Linked DNA regions of Mus musculus: region 1 is linked to region 2. Evidence: chromatin contacts called from public promoter capture Hi-C data. All regions are on one chromosome and are shown on one strand. The core of a region is the stretch at or near the end of the contact, and the rest is flanking DNA. Distances in the headings are between cores, read along the strand shown. Region 1 holds the start of Pi4ka (phosphatidylinositol 4-kinase alpha). Region 2 holds the start of Top3b (topoisomerase (DNA) III beta).

The links. Promoter capture Hi-C pulls out the DNA fragments that hold promoters and counts their contacts.
Region 1: a contact with region 2 is called in a promoter capture Hi-C map of pre-B cells, with 3 times the contacts expected there. The contact joins the promoter of Pi4ka here to the promoter of Top3b in region 2. A contact is called at or near these places in 1 of 39 promoter capture datasets (pre-B cells) and 1 of 484 Hi-C or Micro-C datasets (CD4 T cells).

What each region holds. Positions count from the first base shown.
Region 1 is chr16:17,402,958-17,408,828 of GRCm38.p6, reverse strand. Pi4ka (phosphatidylinositol 4-kinase alpha) reads left to right here and starts at 2,964. Exons shown (of 55, transcript NM_001373955.1): 1 at 2,964-3,195. The coding sequence starts at 3,031. Snap29 (synaptosomal-associated protein 29) reads right to left here and starts at 2,829. Exons shown (of 5, transcript NM_023348.4): 1 at 2,470-2,829. The coding sequence starts at 2,706.
Region 2 is chr16:16,869,455-16,874,651 of GRCm38.p6, reverse strand. Top3b (topoisomerase (DNA) III beta) reads right to left here and starts at 3,916. Exons shown (of 18, transcript NM_011624.3): 1 at 3,597-3,916.

The DNA of each region.
Region 1 (5,871 bases), core at 1,715-4,214, 540 kb before region 2:
TCTCATTATCTCTTTCAAGGTAATACACACTCACACTAACAGATTCTAGCTTGGATAGCCAAGTAAACATGGAGCTTGCTGGGTTCTGTGTGAGCCAGAGATTGCCCTGATGTGGAGTGCATTCAGAAACAGAAATTGGACGCATTAGAGTCACCATGAACAACTCTGGAGGAGCAGGTCTGGTTGGGAAGCCCTTACTGGGAATGCTGCTCCCACCAGCTTTCTAGAAAACAAGAGTACATCTATGGCAATGGATTTAGTCACTCGAACTGGGGAAAACCTGAGGAGTTTGCCTTGCCACTCCTCCAGGTTATGAGGGATGCCGTCTGTCTCTCTGACCTCTCTGAACTGAATGCCCAGTGTGGCTTCAGTGGCAGACACTGGAAAGATGTAAGGATGAGTAGGCCTCCGAGGAGCGTGTGCTAGGCAAGGCAGCTGAGCACGTTATGTGTCAGTATTACCAAACATCAGTTCCTTTCCACTGTGTTGGTGCAAAGTCAATTGAAACCCTAGTCTACTGTTCGTTGCTGGGCTCTGCTGAACTGAGAAATCAGGCTCCAGAGAAGATCATTGTAGTATGCTATACTGCTCTAGGAGGGGCAGAGTATCCTAGGAAGGGGAGTGGCTTTGGCCAGGTGGTGATGTTCATGTAGGAAGCAAATATTATGATATTCATTATTAGGAGGCTTGCTGCATAAACAGGTCATCCATCTAATGGCATATAATATGACCATTAGCCTATTCCCCGGCTCCAAACCACCCCTCATTGTATTTAACTATGAAAGAACCTTCAATACTACTAAATAATATACAGGCCAATATGTAAAGAACACCTCACTTTAAAGTTAAAAAAGAATAAAAGTGCTTGGTGTGGTGGCTTGAACCTCGGCACTCCCAGGCTGAGTTTAAGGTTAGCCTAGTCTACATAAAGTTGGAGAACAGTCAGAATTACATATTGATACGATTGAGAGAAAAAAAATAGGTTCTCTTTTGGGGCTGGAGAGATGGCTCAGCAGGTCAGAGTGCTTTCTGTTCTTCAAGAGGACCTACCTGCATTGGCATCTGGTGAATGTCTATGACCTCAGCCCTCTGGAGGCTGAAGAAAGAGGATCTTGAGTTCGAGGCCAATCTGGATTACTATGGGCTACATTGTGAGAACTTATCACTTATCTCAATACAAAGTGACCTGTTCACCAAGACCTGTAGGACTCCAATTGATCTGGAGTGGAACATTAAGAATCCAGTACACAGAAGCACAACTTCCTAGAGGCAGAACATACATTAGCCGTCAGGGAGACAACAACAGGGAAGGTAGGAGAAGGTAAAATACCAAACAGTGGCAATAGAAAACAACAGAGATCTGTCCAAGTCCCAGAGGAGAACACTTGCCAAAGATCAGAGATGAAGACTGGTAAAGAAAGACAGTATTTTGTTTCAACTATTACATTTCAAAACTGTAAAATACTTAAGATTATTCTTGGCTGATATATCAGTAATTTCTTCTTCTGCCAAAACAACTATTTTGCCAGTAGACTTAGGGGCAATCTGGTGTCTTGGAATAATCTTTATTTTATGCTGGAGAAGATGGTACATGCCTGAAATCCCAGTATCAGAAAGATTGAGACCAAGAATTCTAAGTTCCAGACCAGCCTGGGCTTCATTGGTAGGCTGTCCACCAAGCCGAACTCCTCAAAAAGAAAAGGTCTTAAAGAAGTTTCAGAAGACCATTTCTGTTCCCAGCACCCATCTGTCAACTCCAGCTCCAAGGGATTCCCTGGTGCCCTCTTCCGGCTTCAGGGGACACCCTTAAACTGTGCATATGCAAATACAGGTAAATTAAAGGAAAGCAAAGTTCCTAGTTGCTGAAATTTTCTATGGATGGAAAGAGCTGTCACAATAACACACGGTCTACAAAGGTAAGAGTCGACTCAATTCAGGATCTGGTTTCCTGAGCAGGAGCCCAGGCGAGGGGACTTAAATATTCCCATTAGAAAGGTGAAAAGTGGTCAAGGATGTGAGAAGAAGAACACAGGCTCCCTTTGCGTCAGTACTTCAGGCACCACCTGGCACTTGAAGCATACACAGTTCACACTTTAACTGGGCCACTAGAGAGGAACAGCTTGAGGCTTCTGCCTAACAAGTTATATGTAAATGAAACAGACACTACTTCCCAAATACAGGCCGCACTTTGGCATTTTTACTCTCACACAGAACATTATTTGGAGTTTACTTTTTAACTAGACATGAGGGCAGGGCAGCGAGGGAGAAATTAACCTCGCAGAATAATAGATAAGGAAGCTTCCAGAGGTAAACATCAGGTGATCCTGATACATAATTCTTTACACTATGTCCATGAACTTACGGTAGGCAATTAGAAAAATACCAAAAGATCGTAAACAAAATATTTCTTCATCCCGTTTTTATAACGCATTGATTGGCCGGTTTAGCTCAGTTCTGCCCCAGGCTCACCTCGGAAGAGGCGACTCCGATCTTCTCCGATTCATACATGAGAGACAAGGACCTGCTGGTACTGGCAGCGGTAGCCTCGGCCCTGCGCAACACCTCCTGTCTCAGGTACTGCTGCCTGTCAATGGGCGCGTCGGGGCCGTCAGGCAGGTCGCGGACGTCCTTCCACGGCGCGGGCCGGGTGTCTTCCTCTTCCACGTCATCGTCGAAAGGATTATAGCTTTTAGGATAGCCAGACATGGTGCGGGAGACGGCCTGCACCTAGGAAGCAGGAGGGGTTGCTGAGCGAGGAGTCGATAGCCCAGCGCCGGCGGGCGGATTCACTGTGGACGCCGCGCGCACTACTTCCGCCAGCACTGCGCTAGAGCCCCGCCTCCAGAGCCAACCCGGCGGCGGAGCGGCAGAGGGGGACCAGGCCCCACCCAGTGCGGGGGAGGGGAGAGGGGAGGAGTCAGGTGGTCAGGTGGCCGGGAAGTCGGCCGCCTCTGCGCCTGCGCAGTAAGGACCGGTGGTGGCGAGCCCAGAGCTGTGAACCCAGCCGCCTGCGCCGGGGCGTGCGCTGTGATGGCGGCTGCTGGGGCCCGGGGAGGAGGCGGCGGTGGCGGCGGCGGCGGCGGCGGCGGCTCGGGGTCCAGCTCTGGCTCCAGCACCTCTCGAGGCTTTTATTTCAACACAGTACTTTCACTGGCCCGCTCCCTGGCTGTGCAGAGACCAGCATCCTTGGAGAAGGTAACCCTGCGTACTGACAGGAGGAGGGGCCTGAGGTGGCGAAGCGGCGGGACGCTGCTGGGTCTGAGAAGGCTACTTGCGACTAGAGAGGGGCTCCTGAATAGAGGTGGCAGCGATGTAGGGAGGTCGGTGGGAGAGGGTTCTGGTGAAGAGAGGAGTCGGGAAGTCGACAGGACGCTGGGAGGTCTGGTACCGGTGGGAGTGGGAGGGCAGTGAGCTGTGGGCGGGCGGACTACCGCTGTGACATCTCAGGCGCGGGGGTTGTGGCAGCATCGTGACTGCCTGTGAGGCGTGGTAGGATGAGCCAAGGACCAAGAGTCCAATCCGGGCTTTTGGTCCCGATTTTTTGTTTTCATTCAATGACCTTGGAGAGGTGTCTTTCTCATGAAATGGGACGCCCTCCTCCCCTACACACTTTTTGCCCTTCTCACTGGATTGTGGAGAAGGACAGCTATGCAAATCGTATTATTATTTAAGAGATGGTAGCGTTAGACTGGATCAAAAGATGATGAGTTTCGAGAAGATGCAGTGGCAGGAATATGCAGTGGACTGTTAGTAGACAGAGAACTAAATTCAGGATTGCTTCAGAAGAGAAAGACACGCCAGTCCTTATCTTGGAAGATAAAAGATATGCTTGGACCTGGGATAAGAGGTGAACTGGGTGGGTGGTGAAGGGTAGAACCCCAGGATTAAGGAGGCTAACCGCTTTCTTTTAGGGGAAAAAAAAAACCCAAAAACCAAACAACAACAAAAGGATGTTGTGATAGGAAGAAGACAGATTTTAGTCAGAGCTGACTAAATTTACAATTTCTGTGTGCAGTCTTGAGGAAGAAACTTGCATGCTAACAGCCTATTTGCTTATCTATAAAACCTGTGAAGCTTTGATGAGTTTACATATTAAGGCCAGGCACAACGTGGATGAACAATAATAGTCAGCTGCTTTTCGCCCAGGAATGTGTAAATAGACTCAGCACAGTATGTTAGCACTGAAGGGAGGGGGCTGTCTGTCCATTCAACTTTCTGAAAGATGGAAAGAACCTGGGTGACATGTGCACCTGCGCGCTGATGGGTAAAAGTGGAAAGGCAGAGTGACCTGGTCTTTGACCTTGTAAGTTTTCAAACTTGATTGTATCACCTACCTGCAAGGTGAACAGGTTCTGGAAGATCTAATGCCAACCCGACTTCTGGCTAAAGAATGAATACAGACTGGACATGGTAGCATGCACCTGTAGTCCATGCTACTCAGGAACAGCCCAGTATCCGCAGAGGTGCTGAGGAGTTGTTGTTCACTCAGGGAGTTGGTATCTCAGTACTCATGTCTGGCAGCTTAGGACTGCTTGAATGTTTGAAGGTAACTCCAGTTTTAGGGCATCAGAAAGTCCTCTTGTGGTGTCCATGGGCACTTGCATGCATGAGCACATACAAGCACAAATAAATAATAACAACATCTTAAGAAGATTTATTTATTTATTATATAATTATGCTGTAGCTGTTTGCAGACACACCAGAAAAGGGCATCAGATCTCATTATGGATGGTTGTGAGCCACTATGTGGTTGCTGGGATTTGAACTCAGCACCTTTGGAAGAGCAGTCAGTATTTTTAAGTGCTGAGTCATCTCTCCATCCCCCAACATTTTTAAATTAAAAAATAAAAGATGGTTTAGGACTTGTGGTGCAACTTAGGCAACATATCAAGATCCTGACTCAAGCAGGGAAAGACAGCAGTGTGTGTGTGTGTGTGTGTGTGTGTGTAAGACTATGAGTTTGAATGGTAAGACCATCTAAATTTACATTCCCTTATTACTTGTATTTTTAAACTTCTTTTTTGTTTTATGTGTATGAGTGTTTTGCCTGCATATGTGTTCTGTACACCATATGTGTCAGTGCTTGCAGAGGTCAGAAGAAGGCATCATTGGATCCCTTGGAATTGGAATCATGTGAACAACCACATCGATGCAGGGAATCAAATCTGAGTCCTCTGGAAGAGCAGCCAGTGTTCCTAACAGCTGAGCTATCTGTCCAGCCCCTCATCTTTGTTTGTTTGTTTGTTCGTTTGTTATATACTATAATGGGCATGTGGAGGTCACAGGACAAACTTGCAGGTAACAGTTCTCTCCTCCCACCATGTGGGTTGTCAGGCTTGACTGCATGTGCCTTCATGAACTGAGCAAACACCCCTTCTTCCCCCCATCCTTTTGGTGGAGACAGGATCTCACAATATAGCTTTTCTAGAATTCCTGAGTAGACTAAGCTAGCCTTTAACTCACAGAGCTCCACCTGCTTGCTTCCCAAGTGCTGGGGTTGAAGGTGAGTGCCATTACACAAGTACAACTGGACAGGTCAGTTCCACGTGTTGATTTTCTCTTGCAAAAACCAAAAACCAAACCACAGAACAGGTCTTGGTAGGGGTGTTAGGAAGATCAATAAAAAGATATGAATAAAAACCATCCTAGGATGAGCTTGAGAAATATTTCAGCAGTTAAGAGCTCTTGCTGCTCTCCAAGAGGATCCAGGTTCAAGTCTCAGTACCCACATGGTAGTTCACAATGGTCTGTAACCCCAGTTCTAGGGATCTGATGCCCTCTTCTGTTCTTCATGGGTACTGCATGCACATGATATACAGATCCACACATAAGCAAAACACTAATGCACATAAAATAAAAATAATACACCTT
Region 2 (5,197 bases), core at 2,667-5,166:
TACTGTTTTGTAACAAGAGTTTTACTCTGTATTTTAGGTTGACCTTGAACTGGTGGCAATCCTCTTGTCTCAGTCTCTCAAAGTGACAAAATTATAGTCCTAGGCCACCATGTCTAGCTGCATTAATATTTATAAATACACTATTGTATATATTTTAAAACCCGAAGACTTTTGTTCAGACAAGGTCAACCTTCTGGGTAAAGGTGACGTGAGACATCTGCTTCCTAATGAGACGACTCAGTGAGTGATGTGCTTGTCGTGCAAGCATATGGACACAAGTTTGATCCTTAGGACCAACATGAAGAGCAAGATGTGGTAGCATGGGCTTAGAATCCCAGCACTGGGAAAGTGGAGAGGCTGATCACAGTGCAAGCTGGCTAGCTAATCTAGCAGAAATGGTAAGCTGTAGGTTTACTGAGAAGCAAGCACAGAAACAAATGATAAGTGCTAGTGAGACTGTTCACGTGGACAGTGAGCCCTGTGAGGCAGACAGGACTGTGATGGAAGGACCAGATGAGACAGCCGTGAGAAAACATTGCTGGGGAATTGTCATCAGCATTATCATTCAAAGTAAAGATCAGAAACAACCTAGTAGTCAGCAAAGAGCACTGTTTAGAAACAATGAAGATGTCAATGAAAATTCCTTCACTAAAAGGGTTTCTGTTACTCCTTATCATGTATGGAGGTGAACCTGGGCTGTTACAGTCCTTGCTCTGGGGCCATAAAAGAATAAAAATTGCCCCAAGTAAAAACTTGAATGTTTTCCCTAAATATAAAATTTCACACAAGAGCCAAGTATTTTCAAAAACTGTCTTGCCTCTGACTTCCTGACCTAACTCCCCCTGAGAACCACACTTGGCACCGCAGGCCTGTCTATCCATGGCTTATCTAGGTTATTGCTGTTTCTTTGGTACCTAGTGTGCAATGCTTGTTTGCTGGAGCAATGAAAAGAAATGACTGGGAATTGTCATAGCCTCTGATGTCCATTCTGGGGAAGTTTTGGTTCTATCAGATAGAGGAGTCAGAGGCCAGAAAGGAAAACTGGAAACAGATTATTCTATGAAGGTTTTTAAAGTTCCTGTCTCTTCCAAAGAAAGTACTAGGTGTTGGGACAGTCCTGCCACTGTGGTTGGGATGGAGACACTGTCATCATATTGTTCTATAATGGGAACATGGGTCACACTAGAGCTGGAGTTGTAGGACATGGATTTGACCCTGAACCTGTTTGCTCTAGAACCTGTGCTCTATCCTGTTGCCTCTAAGAATGTTTTTGCTATATTGCCCTGTAGTACTTACTAAGCCTGATATAGACTCCTATCGGGTTCTTACCTTATAGCTCCTGAAAAATAAGCTAGCTATGTGACAGCAGGGACTTTTTTTTCTCACTCTAATGGGAAGTAGTAGATGGTGAGCAAACACAATTGAATGAATCTCTGAATACATGACAACAGTTTTACCTGTAAAACTAATAATATGCTTATATATCATTAAAATCAAAACCAAACCAAACCAAACCAAAAACTTACTTTATGTTGGGTTTGGTAGGAGGCAAGTAGATCTCTTAGCATGAGTTTGAAGGCAGCCTGGTCTATACAGTGAGTTCCAGGACAGTCAGGGCTACACAGTGAGACCTCATCACATTAAAAACAGCAGCAGCAGTAGCAACAGCAGCAACACCTAACGTTACTGCCAGCAAACACTTCTATTTCTAGGCATTCTTTCTCTCTGGTTTCCAAGTTTTGGGAATTTTGTATCTCTTCTTCTCTTCTACAACCTAAGATCCAAATTATTGACTAGACTGACAAGTCCCTTCAGACACAGACACGCTGCCTTAGCCGGACTCTGTCACATATCCAGGTAAAGGTCAGTAATAGAAAGGCACAACTCGCTCTCAGCTGCCGTCCACTTGCCAGGCTATGCAGCTGCCGTCCACTTTGAATATACATTTATCTTCAGCTTTGACTCAAAACAAGTAAGTAGTTTTAGCACTTCAGCACAAGGGGACTTTGTAATGCTCTATCACTATTTCAAAGGAAGAAAAAAGATTTCTAATGCCAAGTATGCTGGCATACACCTGTAACTGCATCTTTCACGAGGCTGGATGCGGCAGGGGAAGCTTGAGTTTTAGGCTATACTCAGTTACATAGCAATAAGCTGTTTAAAACATTTTTTTTTTCTTCTTTTAAGGTACAGAACTAGACAATCCAGGGCCTTGACAGGAACATTTCCCTTTACCTAGACCAGATTCTACTCTAGAGAGCTTTTGTAACTGTGATTAATGTCAAGACTTCCCTAATTAAGGCTCATCTTCCATTTCAAAGTGAAAACCAATGAGAAAACCTGGACTTGATGGCTTATAAGCATCACCTACACACCACACTCACACTTTGTGACTCTGAAACAACACTATTCACTTAAGCTTTTGCTGTGTGTGTGTGTGTGTGTATGTGTGTGTATTGGGCAAAGACAGCGTCTTGTGTGGCCAAGGCTGGCCTCTTAACTATATAGCCACTACGGCCTTGATCTTCCTATCTTCAACTCCTGAGTGCTGGGAATTCAGGAGTACACCAAAATGTCTAGCCAAAATTTTTATATATGATCACTTAAATAAGACTCCTTAACATAAACCTACATGATATACCAAGTCTTTTCTGCCAAGGCTCTGACACTATAGTTTGTCCTATTCTGGAGTTAGGTAAGCAAAGGGCTATTTAGGTGTGGATTGCAAAGAGAGAATAGCAAGACAACCTGCCCATTCTTTGCCACACCTCACTAATCAGTGTCCCTTGGAAAGCACTGTAAATATGGAGGTTTCTTTTTGTATTATGTAGTAGTGGATTTAACTTGAGGAGCCCCAAAAGGGGTCAGCAAAGCATGGGAAATCTAAGAATTTAACACTTCAGTGACTTTTAATCACCTACAGATCCAGGAAAATAAGCCTGTCTCTTAACTCCTTCTTTGTATCTAGTATGCTGCAGCTCTGTCTACCAACATTGCTATAAAATAGGAGTTAAAGTTAAACAAACAAATAAACAGTTATTTTGTGTGTGGATATGTATGGGCACGCACATGCTGCCGGTCACAGGTCAGAAGACAAATTGTGGGATTCAGCTCTCTCTTTTTACAACGTGAGTTCCCGGGGTCGGAACCTTGGTTGTAAGAGCGCTGAGCCATCTCATCATCCTAGTTTAAAAAGCCAGAATAAATCGCAGTGCATAACAATTCAGACTAGCGACAAGGGACCTTGGCGAACGGTGAAAATTCCCCCCTTTCTCTGGCTATCAAATCCAAGTCGTCCTGGCTTTTCACAGTCCTGTTCCCAAAGGCCGGGTTCCAAATAGGTTAAGAGAGGTCATCCGTTCTTCCCTATGCATAACTAGCTGGCCCTCGACTCTAGCTCATTGGTTTACCCAAGTTTTCTCCTAATCTGCAGAGATCAAGTCCGAGAACAGCCTGGGTCTCCAGACAGAGCAGGCTCCGGGAGGCAGCGAGTGGAACCTTCGGATAAGAACGCAAACCGCAGGCCTGAGCCTCTGTGGGCAGCACAACTTCCCTGAGCCGGTTTCCCTACCCTCAACTAGGGGGAAACGTCTCACCTCGGGGCCGCGGGGAGCTCGTTGGAAAAGCGACCACTGCCCACTAAACGCGGCTCCACCGCCGCCCAGAGGCCCCACGGCGAGGGCTGGATGGCGAAAAAGCCGCGCCAGGGCAGGACCCTCCCCCACGCCCCCGCCCGGGTCGGAGCGCTGCTACCATTCCGGAAATGCCTGGGGAAAGCCAGCGTCTTCCGCTTCCTCGAGCAGCCAGCATCCCACTGCTCACCCGCCGTGCCGCTGCGCCTCTCGCTCCGGCTGTGCTTTCCCCGGTGGCCACTCACGAACTCACTTCCGGCTCTGTCCGTCTGTGGCGTCCCCTCATCTGCCCTCCGATGTCGACACTAAGGTGTCTGCAAGTTCCGAGGCTGGTGAGTTCCGGGTGCCTTGCTGTCTGCTTCCTGTTGGGAGCAGCAGGGGCTCCCCAAGTCTCCATTGTGTCTCCAAAAAATCATCCGGAGAAGACATTAATGACGATTGTCAGTATGATTACGAGAACTGATGAAAATATGCAATTAATGATTAAAATAAAAATGTAAAGTTTATTTTTATTTGATATGCATTGGTGTTTTGCTTGCATATGCACATCCGTGCGGGGGTGTCAAATTCCCTGGAACTGGGGATAGTTGTGAGCTGCCATATGGGTACTGGGAATTGAACCCAGGTCCTTAACCACTTAACCAGCCCAATAATTAAAATAATTTAAACATTTCAGATAGCAGGCTTTTTCAGTGTTAGCAACATCTGTGAGCGGGATGGTGGCTCTTACCAGGAATCAAGCAATCAGAAGGTTGAGACAGCGAGTTAGAGGTCATTCAGGGCTACATAGTGAATTTCATTCCAGCTTGGGACTATAGGCTATACAAGACAAAACAAAACAAAGCACCTTTTAAAATTTTGAAGACCACACTACTTGTGTTAATGTATCTGGAAGATAATATGTAATTTTTTTAGAGTATTAGAATTATGGAAGTTTTAAAATAGTTTTGATGACTTTATTAGCATACCGTTTTTTAATAGCCTGGTATGGTGGCTCACAACTTTGATCTCGGCACTTGGGAGGCAGAGAAAGGCAGATTTCAGTGAGTTCGAGGCCAGCCTCATCTGCACATTGAGTTCCAGAATAGCCAGCCAGAGCAAAATAGTGGGATCCTGTCTTAAAAAAAAAAAAAAATATATATATATATATATGTATGTATATATTCAGATTGTCTCATTATGTAGCCAAGGCCATCCTGGAACTCACTGGAACTCACTGTGGACCCAGGCTGGCCTCAAACTTATGTTTTTAAGCCATCCTTTTGTTACCAAGACTGGCTATGACAGCCCCAACTTGTCAACGAGACAAGTAAGAAACCTATAAGATGGCTCAGCAGGCAGACAGTGGCTGCCAAGCTGGCCATGTGAACACAAAAGAAATGAAAATAAAAATGTAATTAAAAGAGATAATACTAAAAAGCAGAGGAAGGAGATTTATTTAGTGTGCTCACATATGGTAGAGGAACATCTAAAGAGGCCCAGTGACTGCTCCCACACATATTTGGGGTCTGATATGAGGCTTAGGTTTAAGGAGAAAACTCTTGTCCCCTTTACCAGGCATTTAA